Regions from separate parts of the Sus scrofa genome. Here region 1 is linked to region 2. The links are chromatin contacts, called in public HiChIP or PLAC-seq maps. All regions are on one chromosome and are shown on one strand. The core of a region is the stretch at or near the end of the contact, and the rest is flanking DNA. Distances in the headings are between cores, read along the strand shown. Region 1 overlaps TESK2 (dual specificity testis-specific protein kinase 2). Region 2 holds the start of AKR1A1 (aldo-keto reductase family 1 member A1).

What was found. HiChIP or PLAC-seq counts read pairs in DNA pulled down with a chosen protein or histone mark.
Region 1: an H3K27ac HiChIP or PLAC-seq map of alveolar macrophages shows a contact between it and region 2. The contact joins the enhancer-like site here to the promoter of AKR1A1 in region 2. A contact is called at or near these places in 1 of 5 promoter capture datasets (fetal skeletal muscle), 18 of 47 Hi-C or Micro-C datasets (alveolar macrophages, blood, embryonic fibroblasts and 12 more) and 1 of 2 datasets of contacts at active chromatin or transcription factors (alveolar macrophages).

What each region holds. Positions count from the first base shown.
Region 1 is chr6:165,978,627-165,983,025 of Sscrofa11.1, forward strand. The region is part of intron 5 of TESK2 (dual specificity testis-specific protein kinase 2); the gene reads left to right. Among named protein-coding and RNA genes, the nearest start is that of MUTYH, 22 kb to the right of the region's middle. Within about 2 kb of position 2,770, at least 20 of the 83 cell types and tissues checked have an H3K27ac peak or open chromatin away from gene starts, as enhancers often do. A contact at or near this core is called in alveolar macrophages, liver, retroperitoneal adipose tissue and 2 more, where this site is marked.
Region 2 is chr6:165,821,953-165,826,106 of Sscrofa11.1, forward strand. AKR1A1 (aldo-keto reductase family 1 member A1) reads right to left here and starts at 2,736. Exons shown (of 9, transcript NM_213890.1): 1 at 2,667-2,736.

The sequences.
Region 1 (4,399 bases), core at 1,520-4,019, 160 kb after region 2:
TGCAGGGAGGAAAAAAAGGAATAACTACTAATCTTTGTACTATATGTTTCTTTTGCATAGAATATCTTTTTTTGGGGGCACGGGGGGGTCATGCCCATGGCATGCAGAAATCCCTGGGCCAGGGATCTAACCCACGCCACAGCATTGACAATGCCAGATCCTTAACTTGCTAGGCCACCAGGGAACTCCTAGAATGTCTTTCTTACTCCCAACCCTACAAATGGGCTTCCAGGAAATGGAACTGAATCCTCAGTGGGTGAGTGGCCAGGCCTATGTGGAGAAAAGGCATTCCAGGTAACGAGATCGGCGGTGTGTGCAAATGTGCGCCTACACGGGAGTCGGACCCTCAGAAGCAGGAGTGAAAGGCTTTGTGTCCCATGCAGAGGACTGTGGGTTTTATCCTAAGCGCGTCGGTGACTAATTTTAACAGGGACATGGCTTCAGGTTGGCATTTTAGAAGGATTATCTTGGCTCTATTAAGGAAAGTGGATTCGAATGGGGGCTAAGTCTATTCAAGATGTAAGAAGGGGCAAAGAAGACGAGTTAGAAAGCCGATGGAGGGAGTTTCGTTATGGCTCAGTGGAACACGAATCTGACTCGCATCCATGAGGATGGGGGTTCGATCCATAGCTTCACTTCGTGGGTCAGGGATCCCGCGGTGCTGTGAGCTGCCGTGTAGGTCTCAGACGCAGCTTGGATCCCGAGTTACTGGAGCTGTGGTGTAGGCCAGCAGCTGTAGTTCCAATTCGACTCCTAGCCTGGGAACCTCCGTATGCTGCGGGTGCAGCCCTAAAAAGCAGAAAGAAAGGAAGGAAGAAAAGGGAGGGAGGGAGGAGAGAGGAAGGAAGGAAGGAAGCAAGGAAGGAAGGAAGGAAGGAAGGAAGGAAGGAAGGAAAGAGCAAGCAAGCAAGCAAGCCAATGGGATGACCCGGGGAGGGATGATAATAATAAGATGCTGAGAGTGGGCAGAGTGAGTTGTGAACTGTGAGCTAAACACTGTGCTCACATACTTTGTACACCTTCCATCTTTTAATTATTCCATGCCTTTGATTAAACACCAAATCATGTTGGTTCTACCTCTGCGATGTCGCCAGATACCAACCTCCTCTCCATTCTTGCTGCCTTCGTTACTTCTCACCTGATAATTCTAGAACCCTCCTAACTGTTCTCCCAGCCTCAATTCTTAGCCTTTCCATGTGGTTTGTACATAACCGTTAGAATGATATTTCTGTGTAGCATATCTGATCATGTTATTGTCCTGAGTGGAAAAAATTGATTATGTGACACCTCGACTAGACTGTGAACTAAGGGCAGGGACTTGCCCCACGTAGCTTTGTGTTTTCACATGGGAGGTTTTCAGTGTTTGGGTAGGTAAATGGATAGGTAGATGAATCTTCTTCAGGACAACCCTGCTAATTAGGTGGCAGCAAATGATCTCGTTAGTTGTGTGGCAGCACATTTATCTGCCTTAGATAAGTGCGCCAGCCCTAGGCTAATTAGACTGTTTTTCAAAAAGGAATAATAATTCTTACAGTTGGTATTTCTTTCTTAATCTCTCTGCATATGCCTTTGACCCACTGTTCATAGATAAGTTTGTTTGGTTACAGGTGTCAGTCCATTGATAATTCAAAGTTGTTTTGTTTTTTTTTTAAAGTAACCATTTTGTCTTGTTCTTCTGACTAGTTTTGATTGGGTCAAGTTATGATTAGAAAGAAAAGAATAGAATCAGTGAGACTTGAGAGCAGGAGCCCTGGGTGTAGTGACTGTTACCTCAGTACTGCCTTGTGCTGCTCCAGAATATCCTCTCTTTCTTTTTTCTTTTTTTTTTTTTTTTTTTTTTTTTTTGCTTTTTAGGGCCGCACTTGTGGCATCTGGAGGTTCCCAGGCTAGGGGTCTAATCGGAGCTGTCGCTGCCGGCCTACACCACAGCCACAGCAATGCCAGATCCGAGCCATGTCTGAGACCTACACCACAGCTCACAGTAATGCTGGATCTTTAACCCACTGAGCGAGGCCAGGGATCGAACCCGCCTCCTCATGGATACTAGTTGGGTTCGTTAACCACTGAGCCACGATGGGAACTCTGTAATTTCTTGCATAATATTTGGTCCCCAAGACGCATTTGTTTATTGAGCCTTCTAGGAAAAGGGTCTTTATTGAAATGAAGTATCAAACACAAATGAAATGGCAGAAACTCTGACATTTTATTAGAGCACGAGGAGGAAAGACAGGTTTTGGCACAGGTAAAGCTGAGGACCAGTCAGTCACTGAGAGGGATTAAAGTACCTATAACACATTCGATTGGCTCATATTGTATTGTAGTTTTCTGAACTTGAAAGGTGACTATGTTTTTTGGTGGAATTTTTTTTTTTTTTTTTTTTGGCCACACCCAAGGCATGTGGAAGTTCCCGGGCCAGGGATTGAACCTGCATTGCAGCTGCAGCCTGTGCCACAGCTGCAGGGGCAACACTGGATCCTTGTGCCAAAAGGGAACTTCCAGAACTTGAAAGTTTAAAAGAGCAGGAGTAAAAATTATAAAAACCTAGTAGGTATTTAAATGTGTTGCCAATGCCTTAGGTTGTTTTTGGGCTCCCAGGGGAGCGGTGTGGAAGAAAATGAAAGCAAAGCAGCTGTTATCCGCAACCCAGAAAGCTGAAAGTGTTCGAACAGTTGCTCTTGCCTCTGCCTCCCACAGAGGGATTTGTTCAGAGGACACACCAGCTGAGTCTGCATGGGGATTTGCTTATGGGGAAGTGGACATTTCGACTAATGGGCACACAGCGTGTGTAGCAACTTAGAAATCTTCCTTGTTGGCAGATCTCAAACTTCCTTTCCTCATACATGCAAAAAGGTCTTGAGACACTGAGAAGTTGTGGTTTCTGAAGGCCCAGAGGGTTATCAGCCCCACCGAAGAATTGTTCACAGAAGGCAGGCCGGAGAAATGGGTTGTCACGACAAACTCCACTTGGTTTCCCTCTGCGGTCCTGGTTTGTACATTTTTCATCTTGGGTGGAAAAGTCAGGCTCACCAGCCTGTGTGGTTCCTCCCCATGTCTCACCTTGGTCCTCTGCCCTCCACCCTGTGGCTTGGTCTGCGGATGTCTCAGGCCTTCAGAGCCATGGCTGGACGGGGTAAACGTGTGTCTCTGAACCAGAATCGGGAGTCCTGGCTTAGCCCGCAGAGAGTGCACAGACAGGCCTTTCAGCAGGCTCTTCTGCCTGGCCCTCATTTGGGAAACCTGCATGGTTCCTGAAGTCAGGCCTTCTGTGTCACACGGTCACCATGCCGGAGAAGTGAACCGCTGCCTCTTCATGTCTTCTTCACTCTCAGAGCTAAAGAAATTTGTCCGTGTGATCACCTGTCAGCTTCATGGCCCCCATGTAGCTTGGAATTTACAAGCTCAGCTGCTCTTTAGCAAACGAGCACCTTAGATGCGAACCATGAACAGACCCAACTCGAGTAAGGAGAGGAAGGCACAGTGCAAATGCCGTCATTACGCCTCGTTTGGAGATTTCCAAAGATGGATTCTTGAGCAAGATGAAGCAGATCAACAGGTTTCCCTTTTGAGAAGTTTGGTGTATTTTTAGCCTTTCTCTCTGCCCTGCCAGACCTGATTGGCTTCATCCAAGCATCTGAAGTGCTGCGTTGTGCTGCCCCCAATTGGTGCTTTTTGGTATTTATGTTGCCACATCAGAACATCTCAGATTATGTGGAATTTACATTTTTTCTTAGCACTTTCATATATTTCTGTTCATTCAGTTCCCATGAGAACACTGTGAGTCATATGGATGGAGGATTGTCATACCTACTCTGCAGGTGGGAAAACTGAAGGGCGGCCTTATTAATTGATTCGTGCAAAGTTTTAAAAGGCTGCTAAGAGGCAAAATTGAACTAAAATTCAGATTTCTTGTCTTCTATCCAATTAGGTTCCCTAGTCTTTTGTAAAATTATTATCATACCTTTAAAAAAAGGTATGAAGTGCTTAATTTTAGGCTTAGAGGAATTTCCCCCTTTTTCTTCCTTGGAAGGAGGAGGGATATAAGACGTCATGTAAGGTTTGAATAAATTCATGATTTACTTGGCAAAAAAGTTGAACTCCTGTTCTGCATGAGGTTCTCTGACTCCAGATGCCACAACCTCTAACTCTCCAGGACAATGCAGGAGTAGAGCGTCAGCCCTGGAGCCAGACTGGGTTTGAGCCCTGGCTCTGCTGCTTAATAACTGGGTAACTTTGAGCAAGTTGTTTAAGCTCGAAGTGCCTTTTGTAAAATGAGACTAATTGCACACTTACCTTAGGGTTATGTGAAGATTAAATGATGCAGTTATTGGGACATTCTCACGAGTAGTGCCTGGCACAAAGTAAGCACCAAATAAATACTAGCTATTGCCGCCGCCGCTGT
Region 2 (4,154 bases), core at 1,486-3,985:
GGCCCTAAAAAGGAAAAAAAAAAAAATGTTTGAGGCATTTCTTCTTTTCTATTTTCTTTTCTTTTCTTTTTTTTTTTTTTTTTTTTTTTTGTCTTTTTAGGGCCACTCCCGCAGCATAAGGAGGTTCCCAGGCTAGGGGTTGAATTGGAGCTACAGCCACCAGCCGACACCACAGCCGCAGCCACATGGGATCTGAGCTTCGTCTGTGACCTATACCACAGCTCTCGGCAATGCCAGATCCTTAACCCACAGATCGAGGCCAGGGATTGAACCTGTGTCTTCATGGATACTAGTCAGATTCGTTTCTGCTGAGCCATGATGGGAACTCCTTGAGGCATTTATCAGTATGATCAGGATAGGGTTTTGACAGGTGATGGGGAGGGGAGCATATCTTCTCTTGCTCTTCAAAGAAGCCAGCAGGGCAATCCACTTAAAAATGCAATGCTGGCCAAGATTTGGTCTATCTGGCTGTGTTAAAAATCCTGTTTAGGAGTTCCCATCCTGGTGCAGCCGAAACGAATCTGACTAGGAACGATGAGGTTGCAAGTTTGATCGCTGGCCTCACTCAGTGGGTTAAGGATCTGGTGTTGCTGTGACTCTGGCGTAGGCCGGCAGCTGTAGCTCCGATTAGACCCATAGCCTGGGAATCTCCATATGCCTCGGGTGCAGCTCCAAAAGACAACCCAAAAAAAAAAAAAAAAAAAAAAATCCTGTTTAAAAAACAAAAAAAATCCTGTAAAGGGAGTTCCCATTGTGGCTCAGCAGTAACAAAGCCAACTAGTATCCATGAGGACACGGGTTCAATCCCTGGCCTCACTCAGTGGGTTAAGGATCCAGTGTTGCCGTGATCTGTGGTATAGATTGCAGATATGGCTCGGTTCTGGTGTTGCTGTGGCTTATGGTGTAGGCCGGCAGCTGCAGCTCTGATCTGACCCCTAGCCTGGGAACTTCTATATGCCTCGGGTTCGGCCCTAAAAAGACCAAAAAAAGGAAAAAAAAAAAAAATCCTGTAAATATATTTTTTAAAAGTTACTTTTCCTCTAAACTGTAATGTAAAACCTAAGACCGCAATAACGCTCCCTGTACTTCTTGATATATGTGAAAAGACGTTAAAATATATACTTCCTGGAGTTCTGTGGCACAGCAGGTTAAGAATCCAGTGTTGTCACTGCAGTGGCTTGGGTCACGGCTGTGGCGCAGGTTTGATCCCTGGTCTGGGAACTTCCACACGCCATGAGCTCGGCCCAAACAAACAAAACACGTATCTTAAATCTTTATCCAGCCCATGCATATCCACCTGCAGGGCCCCTGCTCCAGCTGGAACTCTCCCGTCCTGGGATCTCTCTGCTTCCAGTGTGGCCCCTCTCACCACAAAGCAGTCACCAAATCTAGCCATGCAACTCCCAGGCTCTCTTGCGGTGGTCCTCTCCTACCCTCGGGATAAAGTCCAAGCTCCTCAGCAGTACCCTTCGTCCTCTGGCACACACTTGCTCATTTCTCCACCTCTTCATTTCAGACTGCATATCCTCGTCTTTGCAGAACCAGCCACCACTTACTTGACTCCAAGCCGCTGCACCCCTTCCTTCCCCAAGTTCCTACCCTGGCCCGGCTGACGGCTGCTCACCTTCAGCTACCACTTCTGGCTCCTCCCATACACAGAAAGCTTGTGCACACTGCTGCTGCATCCGTTTGTTCGTTTCAGTTTCCCCCACAAATCTGTGCACTCCTCGAGGCCAGGGCTTGTCATTTGCCTAAAGCCCTCACTCCTGGAGTGCCTGCACACCCCTCTGCCAGCCCCCACACAGAGGCTAATGAAGGAGGTCTCCACGGCTGGAGGGGCTTTTGACAAAGTCACTGCCTCCAGCGCCTTCTTCTTTGACTTCTTTGATAACCTGGAAAGAATCATCTCTGGAAAATATCAAAGCACTTTACAATCTTCAGGAAAAAAAAATTCCCAGTGGCTCTGGAAAGAGATTGTTCTTGTATCACAGATACGAAAACTGAGCACTTGGATAAAGAACCAGGACTGGGGAAAAAACTGTAACTGCAATGTATACATCTAAGGATAACCTGACCCCCTTGCTGTACAGTGGGAAAAAAAAAAAAAAAAAAAAAAAGAACCAGGACTGATCAAGGCCTTCGAGACTCTTCCAAGAGAGGTCCTGCAGCCCTGAAGGTAAGAGTTAATTAATAATAGCCCCATCTGGTGAAGGTTCAGATTCCACCTCACTTTCACAGAGCACGGGGGCAACAGAAAAACATGCCCTGGCTTTCCCAAACCTAAGGCAGGTGCCTAAGCCAGCAAACTCCCCTCCTGCCACTTCTGAAAAGCATCTCAGCAATTCCGTATCAAAGCCAGAGTTCCTGGAAAAACCGTGTTCGTGGGCAGACAAAAGGAAGATGGCAACTAACACAGTATGTGCCAGGAGCTTTAAGCCACTACTGCGACAGTTCCGAGGTAGGAACTGACTTTAGCACTGATAAAACTGAGGTGTAGACAAACTATGAGCGCATCCAAGATCGTTCAGCAAATAAGAGGATCTTAAAGCACATCCGGCCGCCCCCGGAGCATATACTTCGCTCGAGCCCGGGGCGGACACTTCTGTCCTGAAGGGTCGAGGCCATCTCCAAGGCGACAAAAATGGGGCAGCAGAGGAGAAACTCACCTCGGCTCGAGCAGAGAGTAACTTCTCCTGGTTTCTCAGGTCAGTCGTGTGCCCTGCTAGTGACTCAACAGGCCTCGGTTCCCGAGATGGGTGGGCAGCAGGAAACCCCAGCTTGCGCCTGGAGGCGGGGACTTCACTTAAGTCTGGCGGCGAAGCGGAAGCTCCTCCCCTGCCGGAGGAGGAGCTGAGGCCGGGGTTCAGCATCCCGCGCCGAGGGGGACCCCCGCCCGAGCCTCCAGAAAGGCGTGGCGGCGTGGAAGCCCGAGAGGGGCGTCTGCACCACCCCTTCCGCAGGATGCTGGTGGGTGGATCGGCTGGAGCGCTGACACCCTCCGCCACGTGGGTTTAGAGAGCTCGGCCGACGAGCAGAGCTCGCTGCGCGGCACTGGTGGGAGGCTCCGGGGGCCGAGTCAGGCCCCGCCACGGTGCCCCCAGCACCGCCCCGGGCAGCGGCCGCTCCTTCCTCGTCTGGAGGGGGCGGGTTCTGGGCCCTACGTGGCGGCTCGTTCCTCCGGCTTTGCAGTCCCAGCTCTTGCTCGGTTCCTCCATTAGTTTCCGAAGAGTCGGATTGGCCAAGGTCCCGGAACACCCCTAAATGTGTCCCATTGTTTGGTTGCACCAACTGAAGCCGAGAGTAGCCTCAGCACAAAGGTTGACTGTTTGGGAAGATCTGGAATCTACGGGCTTCAAGAGATTAAAGTTCTTGGTCCCTGTATCCGGACCACGGCCCCTGGCAGCGCATTTATTGTGTGTGTGTGCGTGTGTGTGTGCGCTTTATAAACATGAGTCTTCAGTGTTCCCAACAACCCTGGAAGGGGGGACGATGCCCTTTTTAATTTTATTTATTGTAATCCTTTTTTACTGAAGTATAGCATACATACAGAAAAATGTACAGAGTTTTTGGGGGGTGGTTTTTGTTTTGTTTTGTTTTGTTTTTCCCTTGGCCGTGGTAGGCATAAGAAGTTCGCAGGCCAGGGACAAGCCGCAGTTGCAACCTATGCAGCTGTGGCAACTTGGGATCCTTTAACCCACTGGGGAGGGTGGGTGGAACCTGCATCCTGGTGCAGCAGAGACACTGCTATATCCCCTTGAGCCACGGCAGGAACTCCAAAAGCACAAGTCCCTTTTATTTTTTCATTTTTTGCTTTTTAGGGCCACACCTGTAGCATATGGAAGTTCCCAGGCTAGGGGTTGAATCAGAGCTACACCCGCCGGCCTAAGCCACAGCAAGTCCAGATCTAAGCTACATCAGCGACCTACACTGCAGCTCAGGCTCCTTAACCCACTGAGCCAGGGCCAGGGATCAAACCTTCATCCTCATGGATATTAGAAGGGTTAGTTTCCCCTGAGCCACAAGAACTCCCAAAGGTACAAATCTTAAGCATACAACTGTGATTCCAAGTAACCACCAGCCAGATGAAGATACAGATGTTAGCATCACACTTGAAGCCGCCTGTGAGAAGGTATTTATGTTATATTTTGCAAATT